Linked DNA regions of Xenopus tropicalis: region 1 is linked to region 2. Evidence: chromatin contacts called from public Hi-C data. All regions are on one chromosome and are shown on one strand. The core of a region is the stretch at or near the end of the contact, and the rest is flanking DNA. Distances in the headings are between cores, read along the strand shown. Region 1 holds the start of lhx5 (LIM homeobox 5). Region 2 holds the start of tbx3 (T-box 3).

Evidence for each region. Hi-C and Micro-C count contacts between places; a contact is called where the count stands out from the background.
Region 1: a Hi-C map of gastrula embryo shows a contact between it and region 2, with 2.2 times the contacts expected there. The contact joins the promoter of lhx5 here to the promoter of tbx3 in region 2. A contact is called at or near these places in 2 of 5 Hi-C or Micro-C datasets (brain and gastrula embryo).

What each region holds. Positions count from the first base shown.
Region 1 is chr1:146,140,723-146,146,992 of UCB_Xtro_10.0, reverse strand. lhx5 (LIM homeobox 5) reads right to left here and starts at 1,670. Exons shown (of 5, transcript NM_001016082.2): 1 at 1,202-1,670. The coding sequence starts at 1,374.
Region 2 is chr1:145,772,739-145,778,688 of UCB_Xtro_10.0, reverse strand. It overlaps tbx3 (T-box 3), which reads right to left and starts at 3,448. Exons shown (of 7, transcript NM_001032353.1): 1 at 2,558-3,448; 2 at 952-1,219; 3 at 1-146. The coding sequence starts at 2,949.

The DNA.
Region 1 (6,270 bases), core at 421-2,920, 370 kb before region 2:
CTCATTTTCCATTGCCTACATACACATACAGGTATACATGTCTGAGTTTTATACTTTGTCCCCCTGACCTTAATATATGATGTTAATATTGATTAAAAGTTTGGTTTAAACTTAGTGAAAACGATAATTGATCCCAAACGATGTTAATATCCAAAATGTTTAGTGAGCTGCTAGTTTGTATATCAGATAGATTTTATCTTCTTTTAGATAGAGAAAGGATAATTGTAATCACTCTTAGGTGGGAATCTGGCCCACAGTATCTGGTGGGGCTCATTGTCCAAATCTGTTCCTTATTTACACAATAGCCAGAGTACAGTAGCCTGTCGGATTGCTTTGTTGATTCATTTAAACCTTTCTTTACTTTTATAATAATAGTGCTCATGTACTGAAATGTTTGGATCCGTTACTTATTATAAGGTGTTAAAAGAACCAATGTGACCCGAGGGTCCCGGCCCAATAAAACATAGGGGATTTTCAGCAACTGCTTATATTAAACTGACAACTAATCCAGAACAGCCTTGTGTTTCGCTGCCCATCATGTGTTATTTCCTGAAAAAAGTATCATATATTTTCCAAATATGCACAGGCAACACCAGACCAGCCTCTGTGATTAGGCTTCTCAATACTCAAATCTACAAATGTAATAGTGTTCTTGATATGTCCCCTGTATTAAGGTTCCTACAAGCTTTCGTATAGTTGTATCTACCCTATTTACTTTTACTACCAATTGAAAAGATATATATAAGTATAGGAGAGAAAAGGACAGTTGCACTCAGGAATTATTATTTATACTAAAATAGGTTGAATAAAAGATTTTAGGATCTAAAAGGGACAGGCACCTCCTTCCTACTGTGTCTCTTACCACATCCTTATATTTATTCTTTATTTATTGATCTTTGTTTGTACTTTTTTACCTTGTATAATTGTACAGCGCTGCCTATCATTGTAGCGCTTTACGAATAAGTTTCTACATACATACAAAATAACTTGAAACCTATATGCACCCATGTTCCCCATATAGAAAATATTTTGCATGTAATATCGAAATGCTCTGTGCCCAAGCAGTCGCACTGGTAGGGTAGGCGCAATAAATAAAAAAAGGTCAGCCTAAGCCATAACATTTTCCCTGAATGGTGCCCCACTCATTCCCAGGTGGCGGTTAGGACACCAAGCAAGGCACCAGGCCATGCCAACTCCTTACCTGAAGAAGTCTGTTTTGCAGTAGAGCTTGCCCTCCCTGGAGAAGCATTTTTCGGTCAGGTTGCATTTACACTCACAGCATTGCACACATTTGACGTGCCAGGCTCTGTCCAGGACATTGAGTAGAAATCGGTCCAGGATGGGCCTCTCACACCCAGCGCAATGGACCATCATAGTTGAAGCTAGTATTAGCAGCAGAAGCCCACTCCAGTGAAATCCTCATAGACCCTGACCCACACCCTCCAAGTGTTAGTTTAGTCCCAGTGGGCCCTTTGGCAGGAATCTCTGGCACAGTCTTGGGGGCGCTTGGTGTTCACCGATGTTGTCTCTGTGGCAATGCTCAGATGACAGGTGGCCAGTATTGTCTTTTATTCCCTCATACTCCGCGTTCCGGTGCTCCCACAGCCAGGCTGCTAGGGTGTCCTACTTCAGTATCCTAGATGTCACTTTCTCCCGTTCCACCTCTGTGCCCCATAATCGGCTCTGAGTGCCAAGCTTGGCAATTCGCGCATCCTTATTCAGATTTTGTGACGTCCCAGGGAACGTCGGCAAGCGATCTGCCAATCAGCACGCAGTAACCATGGTTACCAGTTAATTTATAGCACATCTATATTGGCTGGAGAATGGTCCTTGGCACGGTGAAGGCTTGGAGGAGAGATGCTGCTAGGAGTTCATTCTGGTTACAAAGTAGAGGGTATTTCTCCTTGAGGATCCGAATGCTTAGAAATAATATTTAGGCTGTTTTGCTCAGCATTTTATAAGAGGAGGAGTGCCTATGCAACAGTGCCAACATGCAGCACGTTAAAAGGACAAAAGCTTCCCTCTTAGCATCTCTTTAGGCTCTGTTGTGGAAACCTACATAAGCCTTTCCATAACGTGCAGGGGCTTTCCACTAGCTTGAAAAGGGAGTTACCCTAAAGCAATGCAATGCCCCCTCACCCAGGGGTGCTCTATGCATTTGTACAGAAGCAGCGCTCTTACCTTTTCTCCCAAGCGCTACTCAGCTTTGTCATGCAGAGCAGGAGCATTAGCAGTTCCTAACCCTATCTATCTGCCCTGGGCAAATCTGGCCGCGCATTAGTATGTGTACAGCCAGACCTTATTTGTGCACTTCATAGAAACCGCTTTTATATTTCATTTACTTTAAGATCTTGCCAGCCATGTGTTTCTCTTTCTTGCTGGTGTGACTGGGGTCTCGTATGTACAGTTTGTCAGCATTCCACGCAAACAATTCGTGCCCAAGGCTCTGAGAGCAGCAACGATCTGTTACATTATACTGTATGCATCTTCTATTTACTATTTAGCAGTTTGTTTGGCTTGCAGCAGTGCCATATGGAGTTAATAGATCAGAAATGAGTTATTTTCTGAATAGCCTGAGTTCCCCTTTCAAATGTAAACAAAGCGTAATTAGTATAATTATGCCGTTTCCTAATCTTTCATATATACAGTGCCAGACCCATCCCTTAAAATAACCCCAGTATTATTCTGTTTGCCACTTATGAGTCGTATGTGACACTTTGTATCAGTAAGTGTGCTAGCTGTACTGAGAAACAGGCAAACCCGTTTAACCCCTGCAGTGCTAACGAGCTAGGTGTTTCACATGCAGATTCAGTTATAGAGAGGTTAACTGGGTGGAGAAAACAGCATCATAATGAAGTTCTATGAAAGGGCAGTGTATTAATTGTTTGCTTAATGCTAAGTTTATTTACCTTGGTGTTTGGGGTGGTTAGGGAGTCCTACAGGGAATTCCCTCCTACTGTCCTATTCACATACAAAATCTGGATTAGGTGAAAACAAAATTCCAGACCCCCCTCCTGTTTCTTTGTAAAGCAAAGCCCAAACCAATCCTGCCAGTAACCCTTTCATTCCTGGATGATACCTGGTCAGAGTTAAAGTAATTAAATTGATACATTCTTAAAAAGAGCAGTTGTGTAATTAATAGGTTCCTTAAAACCAAGCCAATTATTTCTGCCTAGCTATATGATCTGTCTAATATTCTATAGCAGAGAACTGAAAGCATTTTTGGGCCCATTGGATCTTGTTGTAGTAGCAAGTAAAGACAGCTTACTTGGCATAAGATATCAGTAGATTACTATGGTTCATGTTTAATTTTGCATCACAGATAGGCTGTATATAAATCTAAAATAATGTCAGAATTAGTTCATTGCAAATAATTGCTGTACCACATATTACAATGCTGTTTATTATTGTTTTGTAAGTTATTTTCACAATGTTATATATAAATTGAAAATTATTATGTAATTAAGGAGGAAGGCTACCTTCAAAGGAACATCTAGTATGTTATAGATTGCCTTATTCTTAGTAACTTAACTGGTCTTTATTTTTTTTACTTCATGTGGTGTTTTTAATTATTTGCTTTTCTGTTCCGCCTTTTTCCACCTTAAATTTCAAAAATTCTATCAGGTTGTTGGGGTCACTGACAAAAACAAAAAGCAGATGCCTGTAACATTTGTACTGTTACTTTTTATGGCTTATCTTTTTGTTTACACCCTTTTCTATTCATCTAATGACCAGATATCCAAACTGGAGAATAAAAAAATAAAATTAAAAAAAATCACAAAGAAACAATTGCAGATTGTCTCAGAATATCTTTACAAAATGAATTTGAAGGTAAACTACCTCATTACCTAAACCTTAATTCTTCTAAAGCAAAAGAAGTTTCCACCATTGGCCAAGCAACTGAGCATGTGTAGAGCATTACTGAGCAAATATAGGGCATACAGTTTGTTATTTTTCTAAATCTGCCCAAGGGCATTTTGTCCACTGGATATTTTAAGTTGCATATACTTGCTGGGCCATAGTACCACAAATTTTCTCCATTGTCCCCTATAACTTAAATGTGCTAGCATCTGCTTGAGAGACACTGATGTTTGTCTTGTGAGGTGATTTTTATAGGATACTGCAGAGCTTTTTTGTGTAAAACAGCACTCAAGAGACAGACAATTGGTCAATGTATAGGTGAAAGCTTGGTTTACTCTGTTTCCTTGTAATCGTTTACCAGCCTTGGCGATATAGTGAAAAATAAACATAATTAGAGGCCATGAACCCACTGCCTAATTACTATGCATTGTGTTTATAGCAAGTATCCATATAAAGGCTCTTAAACACGCGCATTTTTTTAATGTGTATAGAAAGGCTGAGCACATAAAAACACATATGCAACATTTCTTAGTACGTTTTTGTGAGTTCCAACCCCAACACTCCATTCTATTGTCTTGTGAACATACTGCAAGCACACAAAATTCAGCATGATGCATTAAAAAATGCAATAGAACTTGAATGCAATGCAGTTCTAAATGCACGTGAGTACTAACTGACAAAAAATAATGGGATCAATTTGTTTTTGCTTTTAGGTACACTCAAACCTGTATCTCAAATGCAACTGTGTGTCATAGCCCTAACACAAACTATTAATAAATGGCAACATTTTATTCCAAAGCAGTAAAGAATAGCAACCAATCAGCAAATAGATATAAATAGTAATTCCAATCAACTTTCCAGGATGTATTAATGGGGAACTCCACCCAAACACAACTTAAGCTTTTCAAAAAAGTAAATTTGCAATATACATTGCTTAAAAAATATGCAGCCTTTTCATGATTTTTAATGTAACAATATGGTTTGGAACAGATACCTAAACCTACCCCCCTGTTCTCCTGCTAATCTGGTTAATGACTTTGAAAAAAAAAATTAACAGTAGTCAAATGTCCTCAGCCTGCCTTCAGCCTGCATCCTCCAAACCCCACAATTCCCTGCACATGTGAAGTCAATAAGAAAGGAACATCACAGTGCAATGCATTGTGGGTTATGTAGTTCCTGCATGCTGTCTGTAAGCTGTGGAGAAGTTGTTAGAATTTGTAACATCAATGTTTTATTCCTTCCTCCCTTGCCAGGGTTGCAAATGATGCAGAAAGAGAATAACTGTTTTGCAGCTAGATTTCACCATATAAAAATGGTATTTATTCATACTTTTTGAAGGAACAGATTACAGTAATAGGTATATTAGGGGTTTCTGTGTTGTGCGGGACTCTTTAACAAATTTTGGTTCAGAAGTCAGAGTTCCCCTTTAATTACACATTATATATTCAATGTCATTTTCATTTTTTCCTCTTTGAAAGATAAAATATGGTTAGTACTCTGAATTTATAAATTCCCACACACATACACACATGCACTGCACACACACCTTATTTGGTCTTAAGCTACATTTTGTAGCTGGCTATATTTCTCAATAACTAATTGAACTTAAATTAAAGTACAACACCTAAGAAATATTAGTTAGTAATAATTATAGTAATATAAAGCTACAAGAAGCCATGACTGTGTCATAGTGTCCATTGTATTATAAATGGACCTGTGTTAAGTAGCAAATAGACCTTAAACTGGCCATACACGCACTGATATTTGGTGCATGTACGGCAAGTCGGCGATGTGATCAATATCGCAGAAGGTCGGGCGGGTTAGAAGATTTTGATCGGGCGCCCGGGCAAAATCTTTGTTCAGGGTTGAATCGGTAGAAGGAGGTAGAAATCCTATTGTTTCTACCTCCATATCTGACAATTCAGCCCTGAACGTCAGTGGAGGGTTGGAACGATCTTTCGTGCGACCGATTGCACGAAAGATCGAAAATCGCCACATGTGTGGCCAGCTTAAAGGAACAGTAACACCAAAAAATGAAAGAGCTTTAAAGTAATAAAAATATAATGTACTGTTGCCCTGCACTGGTAAAACTGGTGTGTTTGCTACAGTAACACTACTATAATTTATATAATAAGCTGCTGTGTAGCCACGGGGACAGCCATTCAAGCTGGAAAAAAGGAGAAAAGGCACAGGTTATATAGCAGATATCAGACAAGTTCTGTAGAATACAATAGTGTTTTATCTGTTATCTGCTATGTGCCTGTGCCTTTTCTCCTTTGAATGGCTGCCTCCATGGCTACATAGCAGTTTATTTATATACATTATAGTAGACTTTCTGAAGTAAACACACAACTTTTACCAGTGCAGGGCAGCAGCACATTATATTTTAGTTACTTTTATACACTTTCA
Region 2 (5,950 bases), core at 2,199-4,698:
TTATCATTCTGGTATGCAGTCACTGCAATGAATTCTGTCTCAGGAAACACATAAGTTCTGAATGTGCTGTAGGGTAATTTCAGAATGTCATTAGCTCGCACTATGTGGAACCTGGGTTGGTATTTGTGCATGGAGTTTAAAATAGTCTGCAAGGAAAACAGGACAAAATATAAAATAACCCGTTGTTTTCTACAGTGCACACAAATAAAATGATTGTACTGACAGACAACACATCTATTTGATTGTTTTAGGCTTCACAGCAGACATTAACAAAGAGAACAATTCCACACAGTGTTAGTGTATTTATTAGAGGAGAGAGACTGGCAAGTCAGTGCATGAAATATTCCCTTCTGCAACACAGGGTTAAAGTTTGTAATATTTCCATAGGGTTATATAGCTGTACAATAAGAAATGAAAACATAGGCAAGTGAAAGATACAAGCACACAAACCCTCAGGTCCCAACTAGAGAACAGAAAATCTGGTATCACTTATTAGTTCTATCCTCCCTAATCAGCATGCCTATTTTATCTAATTAGTCAACTCCTTTCATCAACCACATTAAGAGGGCCATCAATTTGTGTGGAGTGGGCATTGCATTATTTTTTTTTATCCAACCTGAAGGAAAATATCTTATATAAGATGCACACTATATAAACTACAAGGAGCACACACATTTACATTACAAATTTAGACTTGTGCAGTTGTGATTAACCTTGTTATTTGTTTTATACATTTACAGACTTTCCTAAAACTACAGACTTGCACAAATAAACTGCATCTCAAAGTTACAGTATTAATAATGAATATTATTTACACAGATGCTGCTTAGTCTACAACAAATGTGATTTTTCCTAAACTGATTTAAAAACGGTACATTTCACTATAAGTGACACACAGCAAAAACACATACGTTAAGATGAGAGAAAATAAATACTGATAAAGATACTTACAAATCCATGTTTATCCGAGATATTATTGGTCAGTTTGAGTTTATGAAAAGTCACTACTTTGGACATCCATTGCTCCCCAGTGGCCGGGCTGTCTGGGTGGATGTACATTCGTTTGGGCATTTCGGGGTCGGCCTTTCCAGCCACCATCCATCGGGAGTTATGGAACTTGTACCTGCAGTCATCTGCAGCCACAATGTCCATCAGCAGAATGTATTTGGCTTTCTTGTCCAGACCAGAGCACCTCACTTTAAATGGGGGAAACATCCTCCTACACAAAACAATATATATATATACTTTTTCAATTCCAAAGTCAACACTAGAGCTTTTTTATACAAAATATACACTCCTCCATAAATATAACCAAAAGTGCAATTTACAGGCCCAAAGAGTTGCCCAAGTCATAGATAATCTAGTTTTCATTCAAGAAAAACTCCAGTTGGACGCCGTGCTTGTATGGCTCTTGGATTCCCAGGGTTTGGGGAGCCTTCCCTTCCTCTGGATTCATTTACCTATATACATTCTTATTTTTGTTTGTTTATTGTGTGTGTGGGAATGTTTGCATTGCTGTGAGTTCAGATGGGCCTAATCTATTTTATTCATTACTGATCACTACAGAATGAGGTTTTCATCGGAATTGCCACATTTTATTTTTCTGCTTGTAGTAAACTGCACTCTAACCAGGTGAAGTTTTTGTGTTTGTGTGTAGAGTAGTAAATTTGAGGCCTTTTATATACCTGCTATCAAAAATGCAGATTGCTGGCAGTATGGTTTGACCGTCTTTTTTGAATTATCCGTATACTATCCATATACTGTGACTGTGCGTGTATACACACATTTACAATACGCCACAGAGATATAACCACAAGGCATTTAACACCAGTGATAAGAAGCTGACTTCTTGAAATCGCCAGTATAACATGCCATAAAGTTATTTTGTATCTGTTATAAGCTGCCGAGATATGTTCAGCATTTCAGGAAATATATGTAATAAAGAGACAGAATTCTTCCAACCTTTGGTGCAAAACTTTGACCGCAGCTAACAGACAGGAGGGAGTGGGAGACGCCGCACTCAGGGCCTAAATATAGTAAATACAATTGCAGCAATAAACCTTTATACTGCTGGAAAGGAGATAAACGAGTTGGAATAAAATCATTCGTTTACTAAATGTCAGAAGAAAAGTGACGATTATATGTCACTTCTAAAATACATTGTATTTGTGTTCTTTTACCATTGATATTTGTGCGCCGAAAAGTTTTAACTTGTGTTTATAACCCCAAAATGTTCTGCTGTATTTTAGTCTTGGGGTTAAAGGTGTTTTTTTGTTTTGTTTTTTTTTGTCGATCTGACAAACATATTCCCCAACACAGATTTACATACAAACAAGTAGAAACACACGCATGATGATACATACAAGCATTGCAGTTACTGCAGAGTAAGGAAATAAGGAGTGCCAGGTGAATTGGAAATGGCACAGGAATCTGCAGATCTGTGCAATGATAGTGGCAGAGGATAGTGCACTTCTGTACAGGGGGGCCCCATGGCCAAGTCTCTAGGTGAGTTTAAAACCAGTTCTAATGTATAATGAAGACAAAGGCTGAGACTCACCTCCCAGATTTTGTGATGACCATCTCTGTCCCCCTTTTGTGGAACTGTTCCCAGAGATCCTTGCCTTCCAGGTGGACTTTTGGATCGTCTTCAACTTCTTCTTCTGGTTCAAGGGTTTTAAGAGGCCTCAAATGAGCAGCTGCCTGGTGACCCAAAGATGAAAAGGGGATGCCAGTCTCTGCGGCACCCACTAATTGATCCATGATGGGCTTGGCCAGGGCACCAGGAAGGGAAAGAGCAGCCCCATTGGGTGGCAGAGCCAGAGCTGGAAAAAAGGGAGGTTGGTGTCCAAGAACAGCACTCATTGCAAAGTCTGGTGCCCTGTGGGATAGGAATGGATGGTAAGCCATGGCTGACCCTGAAATCACTGGATCTCTCATGGGTAAATTCATTCACTTGCACCCTTTGGATCTCACAGCTCGGGGCTCAGTCCAGTGTGAGGGATCTTCACGGGCACATTAATGTGGCAAAACCCAGCATTGACACAAGAGACTGCCGGGTTATTCTCAGGCTTTAATTCGAATAGAGAGAGGAAGAAATGCAATTCCCCGCTCAGCTATCCTCCTGCGAGAGTTTCACTTGTGCGGCGATCGGAGAGACTGGGGCAGTCCGTGTTCTCTGGGCAAGCAGCAACTTCTCCGGCAGCCCCAGCGGCTGTCACAGCTCCAGGTAAGGATTAAGAGTGAAGATGCAGATGTCTATTTTGTACTGCACTCTGGTGCTTCCGCTGTTCCCCCAAATGGATTGCTTCCCTTTGTCCTCCTTTTTTTTAATAAATAGCAGCCTCCCTTCCCGGAGAATGTGCCAGTGTCAGAAGAGAGAGCAGAAAGAGGGAGATGGGGTTACAGAGGAAGAGGAGAGGGTGGGAGAGAAAAGACAGAGGAAAGAGACAGTCCCCGCTTCAAGTATCCTGTGTGTGAATGGAGCCTCTCCTTACACCATATCCCAGGGATGTGTTGTGGCAATGCGAGGAGCCCAGACCTACTTGATTGGCCCTTTGACGCTTTCGGACCAATTGTGTGGCTCCATAGGCGGGGTTTTGACAGGTCTACTGGATGGGGACAGGGCTGAGTTATAAAAAGAAGGTGTCGGAAGCTGTAGCGTTGCAGCAAAGCATCACTACTACATAATGCCGTGTGAATATGTCAACATGATCAGATGGGAGGGGACACGGCAGGAAGGTGTAGCGGGGGCTGGAAGAACACAGCCAGCTATTCAGCCGCTGCCTGCCTGGCAGGGAAAGGCACTTACCTCTAGGTGGCTTGCTAGGAAAGGGAGAGAAAACACATGCACCCAGGGGGAGGGGGAGGGCTGTGCGTGTGCACTGAGGCTTTTCCCTCACCCTCCATCTACAGCTCTGGCGCTGCTTGCGCAGCCTCTGCGGCCAACTCCAGCCCCGACTTATCATCAGCCTCTCAGTGGGACTCCCATTTCATCGCCTTGCCCCGTCACAATGGCCGGAAGGATAAGTGCGAGCGGCTCGGGGCATGTGTGGGTTGGACCGAGACCCAAGAACATTCCCATCATCCAACCCATCCCTGTGGGAAGCGGCGCACTGATTGCCCGGGGAGCGCAACCGCCCGCATACCCTGCGCTCATGCCAGCGCTTGCTACCGAAATTGGCTCTGTACTAGTCACTCCCGATCCCCTACATATTTGTCTATAAATATATCGGTGTTAATTAAATGTAGGTGGGAATCCTGTGCCATTCTGTTACTGACCTAAAACTATCGGTCTTTAGGAGTCTGATCACTTAATCCATAAAATCCTACCATAAAATGATGGAGTTATATAGATTTTAAATTGGCTACATTTGCGCTAGTGATGGTCACTGGACCGGTTGAGTAGTGTATAATCACATCGGCCAGACTGCTCTGTATAAAATACAGCGTTTTACATTGCGTCAGTGTGCGATACTGAGGTACATTCCTACTGTCTCTATTATTTTTTCCCAGAGCAAAACTACCCCCCCCCCCAGCCAGGCTGGGGAGAAAGTGTAATTTGCTGGGATAAAGCCTCTAATCTCCCAGACATCAGTGTTTCTCCTTTGCACTAATTCCGTGTGATATCTCACCCTGGGATCACATGCACAGATTGCCAGCCCTGTAGCCTTTCTCTGCCCCCAAGCCTATCTGTCCGGCAATCAAGACATCATTTGTAAGACAACCCGTGAAATGTCCACTCACTGGCTCTGTTGCTGCCTGTATTCCCCAGTCAATTGGGGGGGGGGGGGGTAGATCTGTTGAGACCAGGGGCCCAGCCCAATATATATATATATATGCCTGGGTGAATGCTTAGCTGTTAGTTAACACATCCCGTTTATAAAGTAAAAATCATTTTTCAATTCCCATATGTTAAGGACGCGTACAAAGCAAAACTTTCCCCTTAAGATTTGTGCCTGGGCCCCGCGAAGCCAGTGAGCTGAAAGGGTTAAGGCGAGGGGAGATGGGGAAGCAGATTGTTAGTGGCTGGAGGAAGGCGCAGCATTGTGAGCTAAATGCACTGAGATAGGAGCGGAACATCTGAAGTGATTAGCCCTCCCAACAGCGCATTTTTCACTCACATACTTAAGAGCATTCGGCGCCAGACTGGTCAAGTCTGTTTAGTGGCCTGAGTCTCGGATCACTCTCATTCACCAGGATATATTGTAAGGGAGGGGGATCGCTCTCTGAAACTGGGATCAAGGCGGTGGGAGATGAAGGGGCACATTCTTCCCTTCTCTGTATAGAAGAACAGTTATTCTATCGATAGATTAGATAGAAATATAGATAGATAGATAGATAGATAAAAGATAGAAACAACTGTAACGAGATATATTAAGACAGATACAGAGAAAGGCGGGAGAAAATATATTAATGGTAGACATAAGCAATGAAATACAGATAGAGAGATAGATAGACAGACAGCTAGATGGATAGGTGCTAGTCTTATAGAAAATAGATGCTTGGATTGATTGATAAAAAAGAAGATATAAAATAAAGTGCTGAATGGTAAAAAAGAAGCTGTTAACTAGAGATATACAGACAGTTGGAAGATAGATGATAGATAGATAGATAGATAGATAGATATAGAAATACAGATAGTTGGTTGATAGACTGGTTGTTTTCTGGCACCAGTGAGTCTCTTTTCCAAAGCTCTTGATTATTTAAAGAAATAATTAGGCGCACAAAACTTCCTATCAAATTAGCTATTGCCCACAGCACATAATAAATCAAGGGCAGGCATGCGGTGTTATTTGCTTCACCCCAAAACTACATTTCCCGACATCCACCCCAGACCTAGTGGCCATTGAATAGACCTGTAATTACATTTACTGAGAGTGAAGTAGTGCTAAACTGCGAATGTTTTCTCATTGGAAGCTCTATTGCAGTATGTGTATATAGCAGGGCTCCC